Linked DNA regions of Sus scrofa: region 1 is linked to region 2. Evidence: chromatin contacts called from public Hi-C data. All regions are on one chromosome and are shown on one strand. The core of a region is the stretch at or near the end of the contact, and the rest is flanking DNA. Distances in the headings are between cores, read along the strand shown. Region 1 holds the start of CCHCR1 (coiled-coil alpha-helical rod protein 1). Region 2 holds the start of TUBB (tubulin beta class I).

What was found. Hi-C and Micro-C count contacts between places; a contact is called where the count stands out from the background.
Region 1: a contact with region 2 is called in a Hi-C map of liver, with 4 times the contacts expected there. The contact joins the promoter of CCHCR1 here to the promoter of TUBB in region 2. A contact is called at or near these places in 2 of 47 Hi-C or Micro-C datasets (liver and retroperitoneal adipose tissue).

The regions. Positions count from the first base shown.
Region 1 is chr7:23,554,104-23,561,859 of Sscrofa11.1, forward strand. CCHCR1 (coiled-coil alpha-helical rod protein 1) reads right to left here and starts at 4,047. Exons shown (of 18, transcript XM_021098445.1): 1 at 3,906-4,047; 2 at 2,765-2,831; 3 at 2,473-2,686; 4 at 368-671. The coding sequence starts at 2,786. It overlaps TCF19 (transcription factor 19), which reads left to right and starts at 5,174. Exons shown (of 3, transcript NM_001167591.1): 1 at 5,174-5,411; 2 at 6,441-7,002; 3 at 7,247-7,756. The coding sequence starts at 5,174. The coding sequence ends at 7,487.
Region 2 is chr7:23,245,919-23,253,655 of Sscrofa11.1, forward strand. It overlaps TUBB (tubulin beta class I), which reads left to right and starts at 1,909. Exons shown (of 4, transcript NM_001044612.1): 1 at 1,909-2,165; 2 at 3,552-3,660; 3 at 3,928-4,038; 4 at 4,314-6,322. The coding sequence starts at 2,109. The coding sequence ends at 5,371. FLOT1 (flotillin 1) reads right to left here. Exons shown (of 12, transcript NM_001128483.1): 12 at 7,514-7,543. The coding sequence ends at 7,514. It also overlaps a transcript of MDC1 not described here.

The DNA of each region.
Region 1 (7,756 bases), core at 2,797-5,296, 310 kb after region 2:
GTTCGATCCCTGGCCTCGCTCAGTGGGTTAAGGATCTGGCGTTGCTGTGGCTGTGGTGTAGGCCACCAGTTACATCTCAGATTAGACCCCTAGCCTGGGAACCTCCATATGCAGCGGGTGCGGCCCTAAAAAGATAAAAGAGAGAAGAAAAAAAAAGAGGAACAAGGGCTTCAAGTGGTGGAAGGTCGCCTGAGTCCTGGGGGAAAAGGGCAAACGGAATATAACCCACACAGCCAGGTTCCTCTTCCCAGACACCTGTTCTTTTCACCTTCATCAAACAGCTCATTACTCTTTTCTGCAAGACCTGCTGTTTACTGAGGAGCTCCCGCCCAGATCACTACTGAGCCCTTCCCAGGGCCACATTCACCTCCTCTTGGTGCAGCCTCTGAACCTCCTCCAGCTCCCGCTGGCTCCCCTCTTCCAGGTTCTTCCGGACAACCTCAGCCCCGGCCAGGGCAGCACGCAGGCCCTCGGCCTCAGCACGGCCGGCCTTCTCCGCCCGTGCCAGCGCCTCCAGCTCCATGGCCTGGGACTCCAGCCTCATCTTCTGCTGCAGCGAGGTCTCCCGCAGCACCCGGACCTCCTCCTCGAGCCGCCGCAGCTCTTGCAGCTGCCGAGAAATCAGCTCAGCCTGCTGGCTCAGGGCCTGCGACCCCGCCAGCTCCACGGACCTTCAAAGACAGGTTAGCACAGGTGAGACCTGTCTCTGGTGCCAGCAGGGTGGCCAAGGCACAAATGGAGACCGGAAGAGGAGACGATTCCTCTGCTCCAGAGAGGGGGGACGGCAGGGGATGAAGCTGGGCTGTAGCGCTCTCCGCATTTCCATCACCATCATCATTCATGGCCCTACTACGCACATCTGGGCCCACAGGACCTAAAAGCTAGCTGAGTTCCTGGAACATGCTCTATCTCAAGGTCAATATACAGCAGATGTGTTAAACATCAGATGTGCATATTATTAGGCTGCATATTCTGAACTGGAGAAGTTGGAAGGACATTCAGAGACTTCTGAATTCTTTTTTTGGTCTTTTGTCTTTATAGGGCCACACCTGTGGCATATGGAGGTTCCTAGGCTAGGGGTCAAATCAGAGCTGTAGTTGCTGGCCTACACCACAGCTCACAGCAACGCCGGATCCTTAACCCATTGAGCGAGGCCAGGGATAGAACCTGCGTCCTCATAGATACTAGTCAGGTTCGTTAACTACTGAGCCATGATGGGAACTCTGACTTCTGAATTCTGATTTAAGGGTGAGGAAAAGTTTGAGGAAGGTGCAAAGAGAGGTCACAACTTCCAGTGTCAATATGGCAGGGCCAGACGCTAGGGGAAAGTCATATATTGAGTTCCTGCTGGGGAACAATAGATTGGCTGCATCTCTGGAGCACTGGGATGCAGGTTCAATCCCTGGCCCAGCATAGTGGGTTAAGGATCTGGCATTGCTGCATCTGTGGCTCAGATCTGAGTTCCTGGCCCGGGAACTCACTATGCCTCAGGGCAGTCAAAAAAAAAAAAAAAAAAATCAGTTGAGTGTTAGGTACTCATGAGATGTCTGAGAGGGTAGCACTTCCAATAAATTACATAGTCTCAACCAGTCTACTGGTGTCGCATAAAGTTTAAACCAGCTTATCCCATGGCTCTTGACACAGCTTCCTCACTGAGGCCCAGAACAGCATTTTTTTGTTGCTGTTCAAGAAGCAAAGATCTGCAGCCTAGAGTCATTAAGTGACGGCCAAAGGACTCCCAGCTGGTAGCCACATTAGCCACAAAGAGTCTGACTCTCACTCCAGTGCTCCCCTTTTGTCATCATGCTCTTTTCTCTTTGATGGGATCCAAGGTCGACCCATCTGCAATCCTGCTCTTGAGCAAAATGGCAGGATGACGTTCCAATACATTTGGGAGAAGACACCCATGAAACATCAAGAATGAGAATTTTCACAGGTAACACACTGACAGATGGCACGGACAGCTCCCTCAGGACGAATCCTCGCTACCACAGCACATGGCCTGTTCTCCCCGCAGGTACTGCATCTTACCTTATTCTACGCTTAATACAATCGGCTGTGGGTCAACCTATTTCCTCCCTTAGAATTTTTTTTCTTTCTTTTTTGGCTGCACCTGCAACATGTGGAAGTTTTCAGGTCAGGGAGCGAACCTGTGCCATAGCAGCTACCTGAGCCACTGGACTTACAAGGCTGGATCCTTAACCCTTTTGACACAAGAGAACTCCTTCCCTTAGGATTTTAAATTCCATGATATCAGGATCTTTCTTTTTTCTTTTTCAGTTTTGATACCCCTGTCCCTAGCATCAAGCACATCATCTTATTATTATTTGTGCACTGTAGGCACCAACAATTGCTTATGTACAAATGAAGAAATCATGGAATGAAGGGCTGAAATAGGGTAAAGGAATCTATTTCAGTGAAGAAGGGACAGTGGCAAGCAAGCCCGAGAAAACAGCAACAGGAGATCCCTACCTGCCTCGCCACCCTGGCTCCTGCCCTTTGCCAGAAACTTCCTTTTCCCACATGGTCACTTGAGGTCTCTGGTTGTCTGACAGCCTCTCTAAGACATCTTGATGGGCCGGGGGCTGGACCAAGGGAATGTCTGAGACCCAAGGGGGAGCCATTCTCGGCAGAGTTGGATGGGGCCGAGCTTGGAAGTGGGATGGGGGTATCAGCCTGGTGGAACCTGAGGAATCGTAAGGACAAAGATGGTCAGTTTCCCAGGGGGACACAATCACCAGTTCCCTTGCAAGATCCCACTGACCTGAACGTCGAAACATCTCCATATCATCTGAAGTCTCTAGATTCTGTGTCCAGTCATCTATGTTCTCCTGGACAATAGGAGAAACAAGGACACTCCAATTCAATTTTCAAGCCCCCTTCCAAAGAGAGAGCCCCTACAACAGCAAAGTCAAAAGCCTTAAATAACAGCCAGGGATGGCCGACTCTTAGCTCCTCTTTTCCTACTTCCCAAAAGAAGCAGGAAATATCTGAAAATCACTTGCTTGTCTCAATCTGGTTCCTAACAGAACTATGGCAACAGCCACGAGATGGAACAAATTTACTGAGACAGGCTGGGAAGCTCTTAGGTTTTGTTCATACTTGTAGAATTCTGGGCAGTGCCTTTACCCTCCTCCTTAAGTTTCTACAGTCTCTGCTGTTCCTGGATGGAGATGACGAAGGTGTGCGGTGCAGGGGCTGTGAGCCCAATCGCCGGAGTTCTCTCCATGGCTCAGCAAGGCCTTGGGGAAGCCCATCCAGACACCACCAAGCCATGACTCCTGGGTCCTTCCTTATCAAAGCGCTGATCCAAAGCCTGGCCCCAGATGAGCATGGCTACATGTAGAGCAGGACACCTATGGGGCCCCCAGGGAATCCAGGCAGCCTAGACCCCTTGGCAGAAAAGTCATCTCATCCAAACCCTTCCAGCAACTCCCTGCTCAGTTTCTCTCTACTGTCCTCTCAGTTTCCATTCCTGTCTCCCACCAGCCTCTCCAGAGCCCCAGACAAGAGACGGCTCTTCAAGATCTCCCCACCCTCCCACCCGAATCCATCTATTCCCCCCCCCAATCTGAGATTCCTATGCCCCTCCCTACATCCTAATTTGCTTTGATCCAGAAGGAATTATTCTGGTCCCCCACGCTCATCTCTCAATTCAATTGCCTGCTCTCCCTCCCGCCTCTCCCGCAGATACTCCTGAGCCTTCGCCCTGCTGGACGAGGAGCTCTAGGGCTGTTCTGACCACTTCATTTGTCCTTTTACCCGGACCCTGTACCCCTCCACCCTGTGGACCCCTGAACCCACCCCCGCACCCCCTCTTGGCCCTTCCCGCCCCCAACCGACTCTTCCCGAATACCCCTTACCCAGCGCGAGCGACCCCTCTGCCCTTTGACCACACCCCCTACCCCTAGCTCAGAAGCGCGGCCTCAGCCCCTGACCGCGCCTGCGCAAAGCGGGCAGGTTGGCGGGACGCTCTAAAGCCCTTCACCCTTCCGGGAGGAGGAGGGGAAGAGGTGTACGCAGGCGCGGTAGTCTAAAGCCCGGCCCAATTATGGCACTGAGGGCATCTCCGCGCCCTGGCGGCTCCTCCCAACTCCGGGAACCCGGGAAAACTTGTGAACTAATCAGAAAAAGCGGAAGGCGGGAGATCGGAGACCCTCCCAGCGCGTCGCCCAATGGAGAGAAGGAGGGCAAAAGAGATGGCCAATCAGAAACGGCACGGGGGGCGGGCTCTCTCGGCGCGAAGTTCAGACCCGGGAATTCCGAAGGCGGGGTCGGTACTGCCCGCGCGCGGAGACGGCGCCCCTCCTGGCCCCGGCTTCCTCGCTGTCAAACAGCCGCTGGAGCACCAGCCCTGGCCGGAGCCTGAGAGATCCTGAGCTGCCGCACAGGCTGGCACTGCCCGGAGAGGGGACCGCTTCGAGACTGCACCTCGCGGTAGATAAGAATCTGGATTGCGGCGGGGAGGGAAAAGGCTGGGTTTCCCTCGCATGATCCCGGGAAGCCCTATCCTGTCTTTAATCCCACCTGGAGAAGTCGGGAAGCAGGGGTTTAGATCCGCTTTGTTAGAGAACATAGAGACCCATTTGCACTGCCTTTGGAGGGATGACAGTGGATAGACTTCCCACGGGGGTTTAAGCTATCTAGTTATGAGTGAGGGGTTGGCCAGAAGAGCGAGGCGCAGGCTAGCAGGTGGGTTACTCTGTTTGGATTAGCAGAATTGACAGGAAACTTCTCCAAATTACACTGAGGTGACAAGTTAGTATCACACAGAAGCAGGACCCCAGTCCTCCCCCCTTGCAATTCGCATATTCCCCAGAAGCTGCCTAACGTATTGTTGCCTGGCACAGACTTGAAGGCTCCCGGAATATTCTGCAGCCTGAGGATCTGATTCAACTTCGTGCCATAGGACATCTTCGTCTTTGCACTATACTGGGACCCTCACGAAATTTTTCAGTTGGAAAACTGTTGACAGCCAATCTTGCATCGAATCCTAGGCCCTTGCACTCTGAATTTACACTATTCGGGGAGCGTGCCCAAGGTTGAGATTGCACAAAGCACAGTTCAACTCTGCATCAGAGGGAAAGAGAACTTAGGCCAGCTGTGCATGGCCCAGGATTGGGAAGTGATGGATTCCTGAAGTGGAAGAGGTGGTGCAGAGGGGGCACCGCCCATGCTGCCCTGCTTCCAGCTGCTGCGCATAGGGGGCGGCAGGGGTGTCGACCTTTACACCTTCCACCCCCCAAGTGGGGCTGGCTGCACCTACCGCTTGGGCTGCAGGGCCGACCTGTGTGATGTGGCCCTGCGGCCCCAGCAGGAGCCCGGCTTCATCTCGGAAGTCCACGCGGAGCTGCACGCTGAGCGCCGGGGTGATGACTGGAGGGTCAGCCTGGAGGACCATAGCAGCCAAGGTGAGGAGTGAGCAGAGCAGCCTTATGCCTGGGCAATGGCAGTTCTGGGCTGCAAAGTCTCCACAGGGACCATTGCCTGCCTTCCACCCAATCTCCCCTTTGGGCTGGCTGGATGGTTATCACCCAGACCTGTCCTCCCACCAGAAATGTGCAGTGTCAGAAGCTCTTTGTGGAGCTGACCTTGTTTAGCTCATTCAGGGGCGGGAGCATCATCAGAGAAGTATCGCAGTGGGTTGTCCTGGGGCCAAGCTCAGACTTGACCAAGTTTCCAGACTTGTTCCCAAGTTGGCACCTTGTTCTTGGCTTAGGGCAGTTACATGTTGAATTGTTTTAATGATCTGAACCTATGTCTTACTCCTTTGACTCGGAGGCAATTACAGTCTCAGAAGGCCTGGGTTCACATCTGAGTGGTGCCACTGACCCCCGGCAGCGTCCCTCAGGCCTGTCACTTCACCTTTCTAGGTATTAGTTTCCTCCTAGGTAAACTATAAGCCTTTCTTAGGTCTGTTTTGGTTGGGAATGTTGTGAGGATTGGATAACTAGTGGCCAAGATGCACCTAGTGCTTACTGTTACAAGCCAGAACTGTCCTAAATGCACTAAATGTAGGTGAGCACAAATATCCCCACTTTCCAGACAAGGAAAATGAGGCACAAAAGTTGTCCAGGGCCACATGGCTGGTTAAGTAGTGGAGCTTGGATTTGAACCTAGACAATCTGAACTATGCGGATAGGTGTTGAGGCGGAGCTGGGTGAGTGAGCATCTCTGAGAATCAGACCTCAGTAGATTGAGGGAAGGAGCTTTTTCCCTCCATGCCTCCAGTGGGAGGGCATAAGAAACAAAAATTTGTTCCCAGTTCACAAAGAGCTTGCTATCTGGTGTTACCTGCGAAGGGACTTAGAACATGAGAACTGGATAACAGATGCAATGTTCTTCCTCGTGTTCCCCAGAAAATCAAACAGGACCAGATCTCTCCACTTCTGACCCACCATTTGTTTCTGTCGTTCTGTCTGGTGTCCCACCACCAACAGGGACTTTGGTCAATAATGTCCGACTCCCAAGGGGTCACAGGCTGGAGTTGAGTGATGGTGACCTTCTGACCTTTGGCCCTGAAGGGCCCCCAGGAACCAGCCCCTCAGAGTTCTACATGTTTCAGCAAGTCCGAGTCAAACCTCAAGATTTTGCTGCCATCACCATCCCACGGTCCAGGGGAGAAGAGGGAGAAACCAGAGCTGGTTTCCGGCCTATGCTGCCCTCCCAAGGGGCCCCCCAGCGCCCCCTCAGCACCCTCTCCCCCACCCCCAAAGCCACCCTGATCCTCAACTCCATCGGCAGCCTCAGCAAGCTCCACTTGCAGCCGCTCACATTCTCTCGGAGTGGGAGTGGGCCGCAGAATCCACCCGTTTCCACGACTCCTGGGGAAGTGAGGACCACCCCTTCGGCCCCACCCCCAAGAAACCGGAGGAAATCCGCTCACCGCGTGTTGGCAGAACTGGACGATGAGAGAGAGGCTCCCGAGAGCCTCCCACCCGTGCTTATAGAGCCCAGGAAGAAACTGCTCCGTGTAGAGAAAACCCCACCGACACCCAGTGGGTAAGTGGAGAGAACTCCATCTCATCATTTCACTGCCTTTTAACTCCTTTTTAGAGCCCTAGACTGGGAGGCGGCTCTGCCCGGGGGATAGAGACCAGAGGTGGACCTTGGGATCGCAAGACCTGGGTTGGTTCTGCTCGGCAGATTCTAGTGAATCCATATAGGTTCACTTTGATTACCCAGGGGAAAGTTCTAAGTTTCTGCAGGTTTCCAGTGACCCTAGTTTTTGTGTCACTTTCTTCAGAAATCGTCGTGGGCGTCCTCGGAAGCACCCAGTGAGCATCCCCAGGGCTCCCCCAGCAGCTGGGGGCGGGGAGCCCTGTGCAGCCCCCTGTTGCTGCCTACCCCAAGAAGAGACAGTAGCTTGGGTTCAGTGTGATGGTTGTGACACCTGGTTCCATGTGGCCTGTGTTGGCTGCAGCATCCAGGCTGCCAAGGAAGCTGACTTCCGGTGCCCAGGCTGCCGTGTAGGCATCCAGAGCTAGGGCGGCCACCAACACCAGAGGACAGAGCCGGCACCTCCAGGCCATGGGGGGACAGGGAGTCCTAAGAGATGCCTTCTTCTTCCCTTGCCTTCCCCTGGGGTGGTGGGGGGATGAGTACAGAGGAAGGGTCCATTGCTATGGATTATCAATTCAAGGCCCTTGTAGCCAAGGTGACAGAAGAGATGGTTTCCTGCCAAAGATACTGCTGCCTCCAGGAAGTTGCCAGTGAGCTGGAAATCCCCACTGTTATAAGCTGTTGTGGGTCCTTG
Region 2 (7,737 bases), core at 659-3,158:
TTACCATAGTCGTCATCCCGTACATCTAGTGCGGCCAGAGCGACCTTCCTCGGTCCTCCCAGATATGGTGTCCGCTGACTCATGAGAAATGAAAATGGGTTGCGGGTTGAAGTCGTGGCTGAAGGCTGCAGCTTGGCGAATAGACCGTAGGCGTGGCGCTTGAGGACTCATTGCAATGGAAGTTCCTTTCCTTTTGATTTAGCTCGTCTAGAAGTCATATAATTTCCTCCCGTGAGAATACATTTCTGATGGACATTTTGAGGTCATTTTCCTAAAGTAAAGATCCCTAGTTTTGTTAACCATCTTAAAGGCTGACCGAGGTCTTTGAAGGGTCGAAGGATGATAAAGTCATTTATTTCATTAAATTTCGTACTAAGAAAAGAATTGTAAATGTGACATGAATAACTTAGGAAGACCTTTTGCATTCATTATCTCGCTTCATTCTGACTACAACAGTCAAACAGGCTTTTGGTTTTCAGAGAGAACTGGAGCTGTGCAAAGTTAAATAACTTGTTTAGGTTCCCACAGCTAATATTTAAAAGGTGGAGACAAATTGAAACAAGTTTTCCAATTGTAAATTCTTAACTTTCTCGCTGCCCTAAAACATAAACATTCTATTTTAAGTGAGTGGAGGGGGTCTTACACAACTTGATGTTCTTTTATTTAGAAGATGCCTGAGAAATTTGTGTTGAATCCAATGTGAATTAACAGTGATGATCTTGATATCACAAGTCCTTTATTACAGTGCTTACTGCACTCTATTGTTCATACACTTTTCACCAAATTGCAAGATCCTGGAAGACAAGGAGCTAATTTTTAATCATTTTTGTATCCCTAGTTCCTGATTTGGTGGACACTTAGTATCTATCAAGTGAAGAATTGAAGAATACCACTGAGAAGAATACCACTCAGACTTGAGCACATCCAGTTTTTTTCCCCATGACCCCCGCCCCCCCGCTCCTTTTATTTCAATTCTGAAGATCCTGGAAGGTTTCAAATGGTCAGCCTCCCAGTCAGTGAAATCAATGAAGTGAAAAAAACAGCGACTTCGAAGTGTCTAGGGAGGTAGGCTGGAAGACAATGAAATTCTATCAAGGATCTCACCCCACAGTTTTCGGCTTCACAAGAAGGCAAAGGGTTAAACGCTGCTCGAAGGCCCAGATCTCTCTCACCCCCCACCATGGACGGAGAGTTCTGGCATATCCGTTTCTCTAAACCAACTTATTCTTGAACACATCCTCTACACAATTACTCCTCTATCCCGCAAGGCCCTTGATACAATTTTGTTTCTCTTTCAATATCATCATTAAAAAACTCCCAAGGAAATAGCAAGAGGACAATCCCTTCCTTCTTCCTGAAGTATCTGGAGAAGGAGCGGCTTAGTGGAGTTCATGCTTTAGGTCACCGAAGGACCAGCTGTTAGATAGTAGTGCAGGGTGCCGCATTTCTCCCCAGTTTTCGCTGAGCTAAGCAGTCCAGTGTTCCCAAGAGCTACTGCAGCGTGGAGCTTTCAGGGCGTGCCCCTCCACCTCCCAATGTCTGGCACCCCAGGGTTCCCAATTCCTGTATCCCCGAAAACTACTCTCTTTTTGTTCCAAAAAAGTCAGGCATAGCGGGAAAAAACCCTTGCGCAAGGTTACTTTTCACAAAAACCAAACCAAACCAAACCCCCAAACCCAGTACCCACCCATTCGTCCTTTCATATTGCAGCGTGGACAACAATAGAGGACTACAACTCCCAGGGAGGACTGCGCTCGTCCACCTGAGCAGGGACCAATGGACGTCTGATACATGACAGGCACGAACTAATCAGGACCAGACTCTAAGAGGCTTTGTCTCCTCACGGTGGCGCGGGGCGAGTTCTCCCGCCTCCCGGCCCCCGCGCACGCGCGCCCCGCCCTGCCCGCCTTTCCTCCCGCGCCCTCCCCTCTCCTTTCTCCCTCTCAGAACCTTCCTGCCGCCGTGTTCGGACCTCGCTGCTCCAGCCTCCGGGGCCCGTCCCATCCTTCCAGCCTGCGACCGGGAGCAGAGAAAAACAAAATTACTTATCATTTTCTTGCCCCGTACACACCTTGAGGCGAGCAAAAAGATTAGAATAAATTTTAACAATGAGGGAAATCGTGCATATCCAGGCCGGTCAGTGTGGCAACCAGATCGGTGCCAAGGTAAGATTTTTTTGTTTAACCTCTTTAAACTATATTTCTTAGTGAGAAAGAAAAAAAAACCCAGGTAAATTAAAAAGAATGGTTGTGGAACATTTGCATTCTCCATCCGTAGTCAAGCCTTGCCCCCCAAAAGTTTTATATGTATAAAATACGCGTTTGTAGTTAGGGTCTGCTTTTGAAAAATGGGGAATTCTTTACTCGGCGGGTTCATTTTGGGGAAGCTGTTAAAAGCACCCTGTAGGTTTAGGAGGCGGGAAAACCGAGCTTCTGTAAAATTTTACTTAAAAGGGGATCTCCTAACGGTCCGAGGACTTGGGGAGCTCGAGGGAGATGCGGAAACGGCCGGAGACAAAGCGAGGCGAGGTTTTCCCCATGTGCATTCCCCTTGGCGGGGCTTTGTAGGGCTAAGCTGAAGGGGGAAGGGGCGAGGCTGGCGGGCAGCCGCAGATAGGTCGGATCCAGAGGTGGGGGAACGCGATGCACCAGAGTGGGCTGCAGTACTCGATATCCTTTGCAAAAGCTCAGGGGTCTCCGCGCGCCTGCAATCCCCAAGGGGTGATCGCTCAATTTTTCGTGCTGGAAGGCTAATACGTGCTGGATTAACTTTAGTTCCTTTCATTTACCCTAACGGAGACCCTTTTAGGGCGTGAACAGAAAAATGGGAAAGACGGTGTCCTTTCTTTAAAGGGTCCCTTAGAACTAAAGAGTAGGACAAAAGAAAATCCTCAAAGCAAAGGAGAAAAAAAGGGTAGAAATAAAATTCCGAGGCCAAGAGGGGGAGGGGTTTTTTCCTCTTTGCGCGCGGTTACAGTGTAGCGGGGGAGGGGCGGGGAGGAAGTGCGGCTGCAACGTTGTAGCAGAAGGGCGGGACCCGGGCGCCCCTAGCGCGCGGGGACAATACAGCCTGGCTGGCCGGCGGGGGGCGCACTAGTCCCGCCCAAGCCCCGCCCCTAGCGCTCAGGATTTGCGGTTCGCCCCCGCCCAAGCGCTGCGCCTCCCTTTGTCGGCGGCTTAACCTGCGCGTGCGCTGCCGTCACGTGCAGGGCGGGGGTGGTCGCCTTCTGCATTGGCTCCCGCCCCGGGCTCTTTGTGCCCAGTGTGAGGGGCGGGGAGAGGTTGCGCTTTCCGGAGCTGGTTGATTGCCTCCATCTACTAACCCTGGCGCCCGCGATCGCCGGGCCCTTCCAGCCACACATCTCACAATCAGTGAAAGCTGCACCCTTCCCGGGGGTGCCACTGTCTCGGGGAAGGGTGTGGCAGGCGGAAGGAATGCTGGACCCTAGGGGAGAGCCCACTACGGGAGTGTCGGGAATGTAAATGGGGGGGGCGGAGATTGTAAGGGACTGGATCCTGAGCTGTTGAGGACCCATTGCTCTCGCCCGGCAGTTCTGGGAGGTGATCAGTGATGAACATGGCATCGACCCCACCGGCACCTATCATGGGGACAGCGACCTGCAGCTGGACCGCATCTCCGTGTACTACAATGAAGCCACAGGTGAGGGCGGGGGCCAGGGAACGACAGGTCCCATCTCTCCCTAGGGTCTCTGTAGCCCTGGGGCGCTCCTTATTCCCTCTGAATGAAGCCATCCAGTTCCTTTGGAGGCTTTTCTTCACTCCCCACCCCTGGGTCCCCAAAAGTGGCTCTGCTGCCATCTTGTGGCAGCGCCTGGAATCACACATTTGGGTCCCTGGCTGTCTCCCAGCCCCTGATTATTTATCTTTAACTCTGCTAATTTTCACTCTTCTACTTTATTCCCTGTAGGTGGCAAATATGTTCCTCGTGCTATCTTGGTGGATCTAGAACCTGGGACTATGGACTCTGTTCGCTCAGGTCCTTTCGGTCAGATCTTCAGACCAGACAACTTTGTTTTTGGTAGGTTACACAGATAGTAGCAGATGCTGTTAATCTACTTATTTGGGTGCAAGGGTACAGCAAACTCTGGGAAATGATTGTAGTGGAGAACTTAATACAGAGCTGTGTTTTCAAATCTAATGCTTTAGATAGTGAATTATTGGCGGAGGGGGTGGTCACTGGAGGGAGAAAGAAGATATATCCATTGGCATTAACTCTGCAAGTCGAAAGGTAGGAATGTGGTTATGTATCTTCCACATTTTACTAATCAAGCTTGTCTTCTGACTCCATTGCAGGTCAGTCTGGGGCAGGCAACAACTGGGCCAAGGGCCACTATACAGAAGGGGCTGAGCTGGTTGACTCAGTCCTGGATGTGGTTCGGAAGGAGGCTGAGAGCTGTGACTGCCTTCAGGGCTTCCAGCTGACCCACTCGCTGGGCGGTGGCACAGGCTCTGGAATGGGCACTTTGCTCATCAGCAAGATCCGTGAAGAATATCCCGACCGCATCATGAATACCTTCAGTGTCGTGCCCTCACCCAAAGTGTCTGACACCGTGGTTGAGCCCTACAACGCCACCCTCTCTGTCCATCAGTTGGTGGAGAACACTGATGAGACCTACTGCATCGACAATGAGGCCCTTTACGACATCTGCTTCCGCACTCTCAAGCTGACCACGCCAACCTATGGGGACCTGAACCACCTTGTCTCTGCCACCATGAGTGGTGTCACCACCTGCCTCCGCTTCCCTGGCCAGCTCAATGCTGACCTCCGCAAGCTGGCAGTCAATATGGTGCCCTTCCCACGTCTCCACTTCTTCATGCCCGGCTTTGCCCCTCTGACCAGCCGTGGAAGCCAGCAGTACCGGGCCCTCACTGTGCCTGAGCTCACCCAGCAGGTCTTCGATGCCAAGAACATGATGGCTGCCTGTGACCCCCGCCATGGCCGGTACCTCACTGTGGCTGCTGTCTTCCGTGGGCGCATGTCCATGAAGGAGGTGGATGAGCAGATGCTCAACGTGCAGAACAAGAATAGCAGCTACTTCGTAGAATGGATCCCCAACAATGTCAAGACGGCTGTCTGCGATATCCCTCCCCGTGGCCTCAAGATGGCGGTCACCTTCATCGGCAACAGCACGGCCATCCAGGAGCTATTCAAGCGCATCTCAGAGCAGTTCACTGCCATGTTCCGCCGAAAGGCCTTCCTCCACTGGTACACAGGTGAGGGCATGGACGAGATGGAGTTCACTGAGGCTGAGAGCAACATGAATGACCTCGTCTCTGAGTACCAGCAGTACCAGGATGCCACCGCAGAAGAGGAGGAGGATTTCGGTGAGGAGGCCGAAGAGGAGGCCTAAGGCCGAGCCCCATCACCTCAGGCTTCTCAGCCCCCTCAGCCTTCTTCAACTGCCCCTTTCCTCTCCCTCAGAATTTGCGTTTTCTGCCTCTTGTTTTTCTTTGGGGGGGGGGTCTATCTAGAACAGTGCCTGGCACATAATAGGCGCTCAATAAATATTTGTTGTTTGTTGAATGTCTCCTCTCTCTTTCCACTCTGGGGAACCTAGATTTCTGCCATTCTGGGTAACCCTGTGTTTCCTTCTGGTGCCCACTTCCTCCCATCTGCCCAGTAAACATTTCCCTGTTTTTGAGATAATGCTTCAAGAAGCTGGGTTCCAACCAAATCCCATTTAGAACCTGATAGATGACCACCATCCTAGGCCTGAGAAGTAGCCCGGGGGAAAGGAGATGCAGGAACCTCCCCTGTCCCTGCAAGGAAAGGGTGGGGCTTTGGAGAGGGGCCTCCAGGCTGTTGAAGTCCTAATTTCCATTTATCTCCCTACTCCTCTCAGCTTCTGGGGGGGTGTTAACAGTATTATCTCCATTTTCAGTCTCCCTCCAAGCTCTGTCCTGAGTTGTTTGCTTGGTAGGAGTCTGGCCCCGACCCTGTCCAGAGGAATCCTTCTTCCCCTTTACCTCCTTGGATTCCTCTCCTCTGTTCAGAAAAGGGTCAAGGGGAGCAAGGGAGAGATGAGCCATGTCCCTAAGCCTATCTTTTTACACGAAAAAATGAATATAAGCCCTTCTGTACATACATGGACAGGTGTGTGCTGTCACCCTAATGTCATTTGCCAGAGAGGGGACAACATCTTTTCGGCAACATCTCATCTCTTAACTTTTTTGCTATTGCCTTTCCCCCCTACTCTTGGTTTTGTTCTATTCTACACTTCTATTTTGTGTTGAACTTGCTTTTTTTCATATTGAAAAGATGACTGCCCCAAGAGCCAAAAATAAATGGGAATTGAAAAACAGTTGCGAGATGTGTGCTCATTCAGGGAAAAAACACTGGTGGAGGAATGGGGCTCAAGTTCAGTTACACCATATACTGTTTCCATAAGTTGATATATGTCTTTATTCTTTAATCCCTGGTCTCAATAACTGGGATGGCTGGAGGCCCAAATGCAGTAGAAAAGGGAATTGAGGTCAAGTAAGTGGTTACCAGACCAGCATCATCAGTGTCTCCCCGATTAAATGGAGATTCCCTGCCCAGAACCCAACAAACTGGTTGGACCGAGGCAATTTTAACAGTGATCCAGAAGAATCTCAGGAATGCAAAGCCACTTGTAGTTTATCTAGGGCCCTTTGGGTTATAGGTATCCTGCTATTTTCTCTAGCCCTGTGGGTTTTCTTAGACACCTTAAGGCAAACATCACTGGAGGGATGTTACACCATGGTCCTGTTCTAAACTGACACTGTTCCACCTGACACCATGCTTCAGAGCACAATGTAACAAGTCTCTAAGCTGTTCTGGAAGTTCAACAAATTTAAAAATATATAAATTATCCCTGACCATTTAGTAATTCTAGCAACTAATAGAATTCTCAACATTTCTTTGACTTCTACTTCAGCATGCTATGTTTTTTGGGTGAAAAACATTCCATAACTCAAAAGTACACAAATACTACTGCCTCTCCCATTCTACAAAGCCTATTGGATGCAAGGGAGAAAACTGCGTCCTAGCATTCACTCTGAATTAATGTTTTTTGTTTATCTTCGCCATGCCTGCAGCATGGGGAAGTTCCCTGGGGCCAGGGGTCAAATCCACACACAGCAATAACCCAAGCTACAAGCAGTGAACACTGGATCCTTAACCCACTGAGCCACCAGGGAACTCCTGAATTACTTTAGAATCTGCAGACCATCCCTCAAGTCTTGGTCAGGCAAGAATTCTGGACAACAGGCTCAACAGTAGTTTAATTAAATAAGTTGGGGGTGGGTTCATCAGAAGGCCATCATGGGACCCCTGGGGAACCAGCAGTCTTGGCAATATGGGGTTGGAGAAGGGAGAACCCTTTCCTTCCAAGGCAAGGCACAGGCTATTTGGCAAGGAGAGATGAGGTGAGGAGTGGAACCCCGCTCAGGGAGCCGGCTGAAGTGCATGCAATATTGGGACCGTTCAGGCAACTTGAGTTACGAAGCTGGGCATCGCGCAGGTCAGGGGTTCAGGCTGTTCGCAAAGGCTTGTGGTTCACCTGGCAAAAAGACAACAGGATGACTGTGGGGACCAGGTACCCTGTTCTCCCAGGCTGCCATCTGGATGAATGGACTGAAGGAAGGACACATCCTTCCAGGAATCTTTGAGTGTTTTCTGATACCCTACCTCACCCGCTTTGCCAAGCAGTCATTAGGATTCTTGTATAACAATGAATTACTTACTGCAAGGGGA